3 separate regions of the Sus scrofa genome follow, and all the other regions are linked to region 3. Evidence: chromatin contacts called from public targeted proximity ligation data. All regions are on one chromosome and are shown on one strand. The core of a region is the stretch at or near the end of the contact, and the rest is flanking DNA. Distances in the headings are between cores, read along the strand shown.

Evidence for each region.
Region 1: a contact with region 3 is called in a targeted proximity ligation map of alveolar macrophages. A contact is called at or near these places in 4 of 47 Hi-C or Micro-C datasets (embryonic fibroblasts, fetal heart ventricle, retroperitoneal adipose tissue and 1 more) and 2 of 2 datasets of targeted methods (alveolar macrophages and skeletal muscle).
Region 2: a contact with region 3 is called in a targeted proximity ligation map of alveolar macrophages, with 6 times the contacts expected there. A contact is called at or near these places in 4 of 5 promoter capture datasets (fetal liver, fetal skeletal muscle, liver and 1 more), 26 of 47 Hi-C or Micro-C datasets (alveolar macrophages, blood, brain and 14 more) and 2 of 2 datasets of targeted methods (alveolar macrophages and skeletal muscle).

The regions. Positions count from the first base shown.
Region 1 is chr5:58,260,494-58,263,429 of Sscrofa11.1, reverse strand. No RefSeq gene overlaps it. Among named protein-coding and RNA genes, the nearest start is that of ATF7IP, 110 kb to the right of the region's middle.
Region 2 is chr5:58,236,940-58,240,071 of Sscrofa11.1, reverse strand. No RefSeq gene overlaps it. Among named protein-coding and RNA genes, the nearest start is that of ATF7IP, 89 kb to the right of the region's middle.
Region 3 is chr5:58,148,596-58,151,952 of Sscrofa11.1, reverse strand. ATF7IP (activating transcription factor 7-interacting protein 1) reads left to right here and starts at 1,973. Exons shown (of 15, transcript XM_003126462.5): 1 at 1,973-2,176.

The DNA.
Region 1 (2,936 bases), core at 95-2,594, 110 kb before region 3:
TGTCTTATTGTTGATCATTCTATCTATATCAATTTTTCTGATATTGTGTAAAGTTTTGATCTGATGATTTAGCTATTCCTTTTTATCAAGAAATTTTTCTTCTTTTACATCTGAATCTTTCCTATAAAGATATTCAATACAAGTATTCCATTTGGGTGGGGGGTGGGATGCTTCTAACCACTAAAAGAATAGCAATTATTCTAATATCGGATAATCTTTGGCCTCCATCATTATCCTTCTCTTTCTAACTGCTTTCATCTTTTTTTTTTTTCCCCCTAGGCCCACACCCACAGTATATGGAGGTTCCCAGGCTAGGGGTCGAATCGGAGCTGTAGCTGCCAGCCTACACCAGGGCCACAGCAACGTGGGATCCCAGCCGCGTCTGCAACCTACACCACAGCTCACGGCAACACCAGATCCTTAACCTACTGAGCAAGGCCAGGGATGGAACCCGGAACCTTGTGGTTCCTAGTCAGATTCGTTAACCACTGAGCCATGACAGGAACTCCCTAACTGCTTTCATCTTTATCTCTTTTCTCCAACACTGTTTAAGAACTAATCAGGTCTTAATTTAGTTAACCCTTATCTATGGATAACGCCTACTGTTCCTGTTGTTTTTTTCAGAAGACTAGCAGGGAATATACTCAAGCTGGAGTGATTTAATGAATAGTTAATAAAAGGATCATTTTCAAAATGTTGGGCAGAATGTTGGGTGACCACAGGGAATAGTGAAGGGCTCTAGGTTTCACAACACATAGCTACTGTTACCGTCCTTGGTCATAAAGGACAGAGGACAAAGTGATTACTACTTCCTTTAGATAGAGGGAGATACTTCGGTAAGGCTCCTTGCCAGAAAATACGACTTTCAGTTAAGGAGTAGAGCCCTGTGACCTCATAGGAAGAGGAGTGGGGGGAAATGAACACCTCAGCTTTACTCTCTTCTCTCTCTTTGATTGTCTTTGAATGCTTCCTATTGCCCAGATTCAATCAGAAGTTAAAAGTCAAGGAATTTTATTGATACAGTCCATATAGATCAGTCTCTACCTCCTGGGACACAAAGTAGAGCAGAGAAGAATGGATAATAAATCTAGAGGGACAAAATTAAAATATTTAGTACATCCATTTTACACTCTAGTACTACACCATTCTGACTCCAGCAGGAGGTTGTTAGGAAATATATAAATATCCAAGTCTTTTCAAACTAAACACAACAAAAGAAAAAGAGAAAATGAAAACTTTTTAAATCCACATGCCACATTCCTTTTGGAAACCACTGTATATGAACTGTAAGCTTCTTTGATTGCTACAGTGCATGAATGCATCCAGGAGATGGCAGCATTGGTAAAGTATAGCACTATTTAGAAATGTTTAAGGTATTTTCCACAACTGTCACTGCTAACTTCCTAAATGGGAATAACCTATTAAATGAACCGTTAGTCCTAAATAACGAAATGCAGAAATACTTAACTATTATCAAATAACAGCATGGCTCTAGGAAGGTGATTATTCACAAAAGTACATATATCCCAGGACTTAACTGATAAAACTCCTCAAATTCGGAAGGTCCCATTGCAGTTCAGCGGTAACAAGCCTGACTAGTATCTGTGAGGATGTGGGTTCAATCCCTGGCTTTGCTCAGTGAATTAAGGATCTAGCATTGCCGTGAGCTGTGATGTAGGTTGCAGACATGGCTCAGATCCCTTGTTGCTATGGCTGTGGAGTAGGCTGGCCGCTTGTAGCTCTGATTCAACCTCTAGCCTGGGAACTTCCATATGCCAGGGGTGTGACCCTAAAAAGACAAAAAAAAATTCCTCAAATCCAAGAGACATATATCTATAAATATAAAATATTATATAATATCTTTATAAAATTTGCATAAATTATTAACTTTTTAAAGCTTGGGTTGTAGATATATAAGAAAATCTATAAACTGTGCTTAAAAGCAAGTTTAATAACTTTTATTCATAAAATATATATAAAGCATCATTTCAGACACAGTGACAAACTACAACCAGAATATCATAGACATAACATCAGCTACGAGAAAAAAGTTAATTTGCTTTGATTTTTATTATTATTATTATTTTCGTCTTTTTAAATTTTCTAGGGCCGCACCCACGGCATGTGGAGGTTCCCAGGCTAGGGATCTAATAGGAGCTGTAGCTGCTGGCCTACGCCAGAGCCACAGCAACACCAGATCCGAGCTGCGTCTGCAACCTACACCACAGCTCATGGCAATGCCGGATCCTTAACCCACTGAGCAAGGCCAGGGATTGAACCCACAACCTCAAGATTCCTAGTCGGATTTGTTAACAACTGAGCCACAACGGGAACTCCTAATTTGCTTTTAAATGTCATTTCTAAACTGCTTTAATCATGCCCAACATTCAAACTTATAAAGTCTTAAAGATTCAGACAGATATTGTCAGTATTTCAGACTAAGCACAGTCTGGCCCTCTAAACCCTCATTCTGCCAAAGAGATAGGCAAACCCAACAAATTAGAATACCGTTGGATTTTTTTTTTTTTTTTTTTTGTCTTTTTGCCATTTCTTGGGCCGCTTCCGCGGCACATAGAGGTTCCCAGGCTAGGGGTCTAATCGGAGCTGTAGCTACCAGCCTACGCCAGAGCCACAGCAACGCGAGATCCAAGCCGCGTCTGCAACCTACACCACAGCTCATGGCAACGCCGGATCATCAACCTGCTGAGCAAGGGCAGGGATGGAACCCGCAACCTCATGGTTCCTAGTCGGATTCGTTAACCACTGCACCACGACGGGAACTCCCAGTTGGATCTTGCTCTAATACAGCAAGTTGCTCTGTACTGGGAAGGCCAGCTCACTTAACTCCATCTTGGGAGTCATACAAGACTTCACCAAGGAAAGGACTGAGACACTGAAAGATGAGAAGTGTTTGCCAGGATGATCACAGGAGGAAG
Region 2 (3,132 bases), core at 37-2,536, 89 kb before region 3:
CCTCGTTTGGTAAAAGAGCCTGATACCAAGCACACAAGTAAGACAAATGAAATGCACACGAAACAAGTAAAGAGAAGGATTCCTAAAAAAGCAGCCTGTTATTTGTGCTTCGACATATAATTGAGACAGGCTCAAAAGGCCTTCCGACGATGTGACACGTTGCTCGCTTTGGCCAGCAGGGGGAGACTAGTGAGTCGTCAAGCACCGAAAGGAGACACACCCCGAATATGGTTGCTTATCATCTGTGTCCTCTCTGATTTTTCAAAAACCCACAAGAAGAAAACAAAAAATTCTTCGCAAGAAACGCTTAATATTTAAAAACTGAGATTAAATTCACATGACATAAAATCAACATTGTAAAATGTACAATTGAGTGGCATTTAATACCTCCACGATGTTGTACAATCGCCCCCTCTTATCTAGTTCCAAAACGTGAGAAATGCTTAAATTTGATAGAAAACTTACAGAAGCCCAGCCCTATCCTTTCCTCATTCCGTCACACTCCTAGTTTTGCCTCCACCTGCATCACGTTAGGAATGGTTCCCGCGCATTCTCCAAACAGCCTTCTTCCCTAAACAATTCACAGAATCTGACCAGGGGTTATAATTACACGTTCGAAAACCAAAACAATCTCAAGTCTTCAGTTCTTTTCTCTGGGAATCGCGCAGTTGCAACAGTTAGTATGAGTGGCTACTTAAAAATTCCATACATTTTATGTTTTGTCATTTCTCAACAAAGAAATGAATAAATTATTTTGACTTAAATATAGCTACAAAACAAATTAATCTTTCAGCCTTTGAATTGAAATTTAAAGTTATTTCCATCCAGAGTGAAGATTTAAGATATTTCTAGGTTAAAATGAGAGCCAAGATTTTAAGGGCACCATGTCAATTGGTTTAGATAACAAATTTGAGAAAAGCAGAACTAAATAGTTAATGTAATAAAAGCTGAAGCTTTACAACCTAAATCCACTATTTTATTAAAGAATTTAATCTACTTCAGGGGGCCTTGGCCCAGGGAAGGGTAAAAAAATGCCAAACTGGAAAGCAGGGGGAGGGGAATTGCTGTTGGTGACTCTGGGAAAACAGGAGGGAGGGAAACAGAGGAGCAAATGAGGCCGGATCCGCCCTAACAAAGAGGCAGAAACTGTGTCTCAACAGCCACCAAATCCAGTTCAGGGCGGTTTGAGCCAGTTTCTGAGCTGGATTGAGAACAACAGCCTCGGCTGAGACTTGATGAGGGTGAAAGAGAAAATACAAAATGGATTTCGCAGAGAGAAGTGGATTCGGCCTGGACTCGCAGGAGCCTAAAGCTGTTTCCTGGCGTTGCAAAGTCAGATAAAATATAAGGCCTGGAGCCGGAACAGTGGCCTATTGCGGAAGGAAAAATGACAGAGCACTGCCTCTGTGCCTTGATCCAGTCCGCATTTTCCCTTCTACTTCCCCTAATTGTGGCTGGTAAGGGAAAGGGCCTCAGGGTATCAGTTTTCAGAGAAAGCTGGCTGCGGTGTTGGGGGAGGGGAGGAGTCTGTGTCAAGGGTAGTTTAACGTGTGTGCGGGTGTGGGGGAGGGATGTGTGAGAGGGTCTGAAGGAGAGGGAACAACGCTTCACACCGTGCAGTTCACACCGCCTTTCCACACCTCTGCTGCATTATTGCACAATCTCAATATACACCGCACATAGGTGTCTTGGGAGCGCCCTACATACACTTGGCATTTGTACATGTAATGACCAGGTTCCTTCGGCCCTGTGCATTAACGACCATAAAGACTGTCCACATGCTCTTTTCATTCGTGCCGTAAAAACACATACGAGCTGTACATACCTTCTCAACCAAGAGACCTGGCAGTGTTGGGTAACAGTGGAATGATAATCCTGTCCTCGCTTCCCCTCCCCCAGGTGCCAGAACCTCTGACATCTGATCAGTCCCACCCTCGAAGTGGCTCCTCTGAGCGTCTAACAGTCTGAGCTGTGGTCCGCAGCTGTCGAGGGTGTGCACATCCTGCGGCCAGGTTCGACTGAGAGCTTCTGGGACCGGTTACATCTCCTGACCCCCCAAAACTCCAAAAGCTGCCCAGGAATTCTAGCCAAAGTCCGAACTTAGCTGGGGGAGGGGCCAGAGCAAATTTTGGGGTGGCGTTGCTAAATTCCCTTTCCCCTGAATATCCCAAGGATGTTTAGAATCTTCCAGAGGCACCAGATGAGTGCCTTCAGACCTTAAGGCTTGTTTGAATTGGAAGGCAGCCCTGGTTTGGGGAGGACTGTGGAGACCCCTGTGAGTGTACAGTCTGGGTCTCTTTCTCTCCCCTCTTCCTTTCTCTCTCCCTATGTCCCTCTCTCTCTCTCTCCCCCCCCTTCTCCCCCCCACTCTCTCTCTCTCTCTCACACACACACACACACACACACACACACACACTCAAAACCGGGTCTGTAGGGTTTCAAAATCCCTTGAGAAATTGGGGGAGGTGAGAGGGAGGTCAAACTAAAAGCCGTCACTGCTATTTTAACCTTGTTAATCTATCGTTGATATACCGGTGAACAGTTGGAACACATCCACTACGCATTATTTATATGCAACAATCGTCCATAAACGAAGCTTGTTACTATCATGTCTTATTCGACGCTATTGCACAAATAAGTAACTTACGCAGCGCTTCTATATTCATTTCATTAACTATTACACCTTGGCTGCTATAGCCTCTGCTAGAAAGTTTTTTGGGGGTTTGGGGTTTTTTAGTAGAGGGCAGGGTTTTTCCCCACAAGAACATGCAGAAGGCTGCAAGGAGATAACAATAACAGCAATAATCAGAATCATAATATTGAGAGCTTGCTGTAAGTGAAACACAGTACCAAGTATTTCACATATTAAATTATCTTATTCAATACTCACCATATATCTCTAAGTTAGACATTATCGTTCCCATTCTGGAGATGAGGAAAACGGTGCTTGGAAAGATTAGGTATTTCATCTATTTAAATGGCAGACCAAGATTCTGGTCCAGTCCTTGCTTTTAACCGGCTGTTAAACTGCAACCTCCCTGGCAAATGGTTTAAAATTTATCTCCAGACCCTACTGTGTATCAGCCTACTTTGGGCTGGGGGGTAAGTAGGTTTTGGTGAGAGAGGAGGATT
Region 3 (3,357 bases), core at 724-3,223:
ATCTCCATTGCTTAGAGTAGTGTGTGAGTAAAAAATAAAGGCTATACTAATTGAATGAAACAATGAAAGAATAGTTAGATTAAGCAGCAAGTAGAATGGCTGAGGAGACTATAAACATGTGTTTGAGGATGTTTGGGGGGATTCAAAGATAATAAAACTATCTAACTGGAGTTTTAGGGATCCAAGTCTAGAATATGACATCTAAGAAAACTGATCAGTTGGTGAGTTTATGCTCAATTATTTCCCCTTTGCCATTAGCCAGGATGATTGAGAATGAATTATTAAAAAAAAAAAAAAAAAGGAGTTTCCATCATGGCTTAGTGGTTAATGAACCTGACCAGTATCCATGCCCATGAGGACCTGGGTTTGATCCCTGGCCTTGCTCAGTGGGTTAAGTAAGGATCTAGTTAACTCTGTGGTGTAGGTCGCAGACGCAGCTTGGAACCCTTTGCTGTGGCTGTGGCATAGGCTGGTGGCTACAGCTCCAATTCAACCCCTAGCCTGGGAATCTCCATATGCTGTGGGTGTGGCCCCTAAAAAGACAAAAGACAAAAGACAAAAAAAAAAAAAAAAAAAAAAAAGATTCCTTTGTATGTGCTTATAGAAGTCAAGGAGAAACCTAATGAATGAAACCTTCTTCCAATCCCATTTCTCTAATTATAGAATGGAATTTTAAATATTGGTATTGAACATCTAACTTATAATTGAGCACTATGTACAAAATAAATTATAATACATACTTTGTTATAACTGAGCCTCTATTTGTAACTTTTTGTGCACCCATGTACTATGTTCAGTACCAAGGACTTTACAAAGCTTAGCAATTAAGCAATGAAAATCTAATTGTGTTATTTCCTAACTTAAAACCTTTTAAATTATTCCTCATTGTTTGTTCTTACAATAAAATCCAACTTTTAGACAAGGGAACCCTATTAAATCAATTCTCATGTTAGTGATGACCTCTTCTGGGAAGGCACTGCTGATTCTCTAACTATGGATGAGGGGTTTCTCCTAAAAGCCAGGCAGTATTTCTAAGTTGAAGGACCCAAATTATAAAAATAATTAACCACCATATACTGATTTCTTATTACTTACAAATTCTTCCTGTTTACTTTTTTGTCTTCTCCACTGTAATAGACTGCTTGAGGACAGGCACCTAATATGGGTCTGGAACACAGGAATTGCTAATTAAATATTGAATGAGTAGATTAATTTCAGAGAGAAGTGATATTAAAATCCTCTCGATCTACTTCTCAGGCTGTTTTGCTTTGCAAAACACATTTACGGGTTATCCTACCATTTTGCCCTCTCAAACCATTTGAATTACAGGCATGAGAAAATTGAGTAAAACACTTATTCCAAGAAACAGGTATGTAAGCTGGACGTGAGCCTAGATCTTCCAACAAATATACTTGCATCTTCTTCATTACACCTTGTGGCCTTCATTACTTGTTGGCTCCCAATTATAAAACTGTATAACAGGGATACAACTTCTGGTGGAAGGGTATGACTAGAAGCGCTTGCTCTGACACAGAACAACGGAAAGAAAAGATGTGTTTGCGCCATTCCCTCATGACTTAAACAGTTTAAAGTATATTTTGTAAGCTAACACAAATGATAAATCAACATGCTCCAGCCTTTTTTGAAAATCTTTTCCTCAGCTTTTTAACTTTCACCCACTTATTTCCTTCCTTCCTTCTTTTCTAAGGCTCATAGAGGGCGCTCACAAAGTACTACTCACTAGTTGAGCAAAGCTCCACTCATAATACACACCTCACTGCAACACAGAGGCGCAGCGCCACCACCTCAGACTTCCTTCTCTTTTCCACGGCGGGAGGCGGGGCCAATATTTCTCATTCAAATAAAAAACCAGAAGATTTGCATGGGGAACGGCCATTCCGTGAGCCTATTGGATGAAAGCACAGTGGGCGTGGCCAATATTACGACCACTGAGCCCCGCCTATAATGATTTGCATAACGGCCCCGGCGCGTGCAAGGGAGAAGCGGGTTTGTTTTTGAATCTGCGGAGGCGGCGGCGGCGGCGGCGGCGGCGCGGCGCGGCGCGGCGCGGAGACTGAAGCGCGCGAGACTGAGGCGGCAGCGGAGGGGACGGCTGCGCCGGGCGACTCTGTAGGAAGGAACTTGGTTCCCCCTCCCTCATCTCCCGCCCCAAAAGGTATCTTTGAGTCCCTTGGGCTGATAGAACAACATTTTCTTAAATTACTATTGTATTTCTGAAGAGTCAAGACCGCATTATGGCGGCTGCGGGAGTTGTGTTGCGCCTGCGCGGTTGCGGAGCTGCGGGCGGACGCTGCATGGGAGCACGTGATCTTGCGGGGTCGGGCTCTAGCTGCAGTTGTGCAGCTGGCGGGGCGGTGGCTGCGCAAGCGCAATATTCATTTTCAAGATCTAATGTTCTTGTTGGACGCCATTCGGGTTCTAGATTTAATTTTCCTCATTCTTGAGGGGTTTCATTTTGTTACGCTTAAATTCCCTCACTTTTCAAGAAAAACGTTTCTCTTATGTTGTATTCCTGTACCGACCTCAGACTTTTTTATGATATTTCTCCGATTCTTTGAGAAGCTGTGTACTTAGTTTTCTGTAAAAATGATTGCCCACTTGTGGTTCTCGATTTTAATTTCACTTTTGGGACAGTGCTGGATTCAATTGTATATTTAGGGAGATAAAGATCAGCACCTAGTGGTGTTATCACGGGAAGTGCATTTATTTGAACTGCATATTTGCAAATACATTTTTAACCCTATTTTTACCAGTCCTGTTATGGAATGTTTTCAAAATGGAAACAGTTTGAATTTTGGAAATATGAAGGCAAGGAGCTTTGGAAGAACTTATATAACGTTTGAAAGGAAACCTCAATCTACTTGCGTATTTATTTTTTAAAAATATTTGATCCTTAGTGAAGTTTTAATCAGTGTGTACTTTTGATCTTTCATGCATTTGAGTTTCACATTTTTTCTCTCCCTGTCACTTGTCCATTACCGCTGCAGTTAGATTATTTTTATTACTCTGACTTTTAAAATTAAGTCATTTTCTTAGCGTTTTGTTTGTAATGATATGTGAAATAGAACACTAAAACTTGATACATTTTTCTGTTAAAGAATTCTGCAAAGAACTCTCAACTACACTGAGGCCTTTATTAGGACATCGTGAACCATCAAGAAAACAGTTGATTAAAAAAATGTCATTTATACATATAAGATAAAATTGTGTTTGATTTTTTAAAATTGTGTGTTCCTGGTTTCTTAAAGAAGTAGTTTCTTAAAAGAAGTAGTTTCTTAAAGAAGTAGTTATAAGTGTGCTACTTATTATTTTAGTTTAAAATGTTAGTGTCATTAT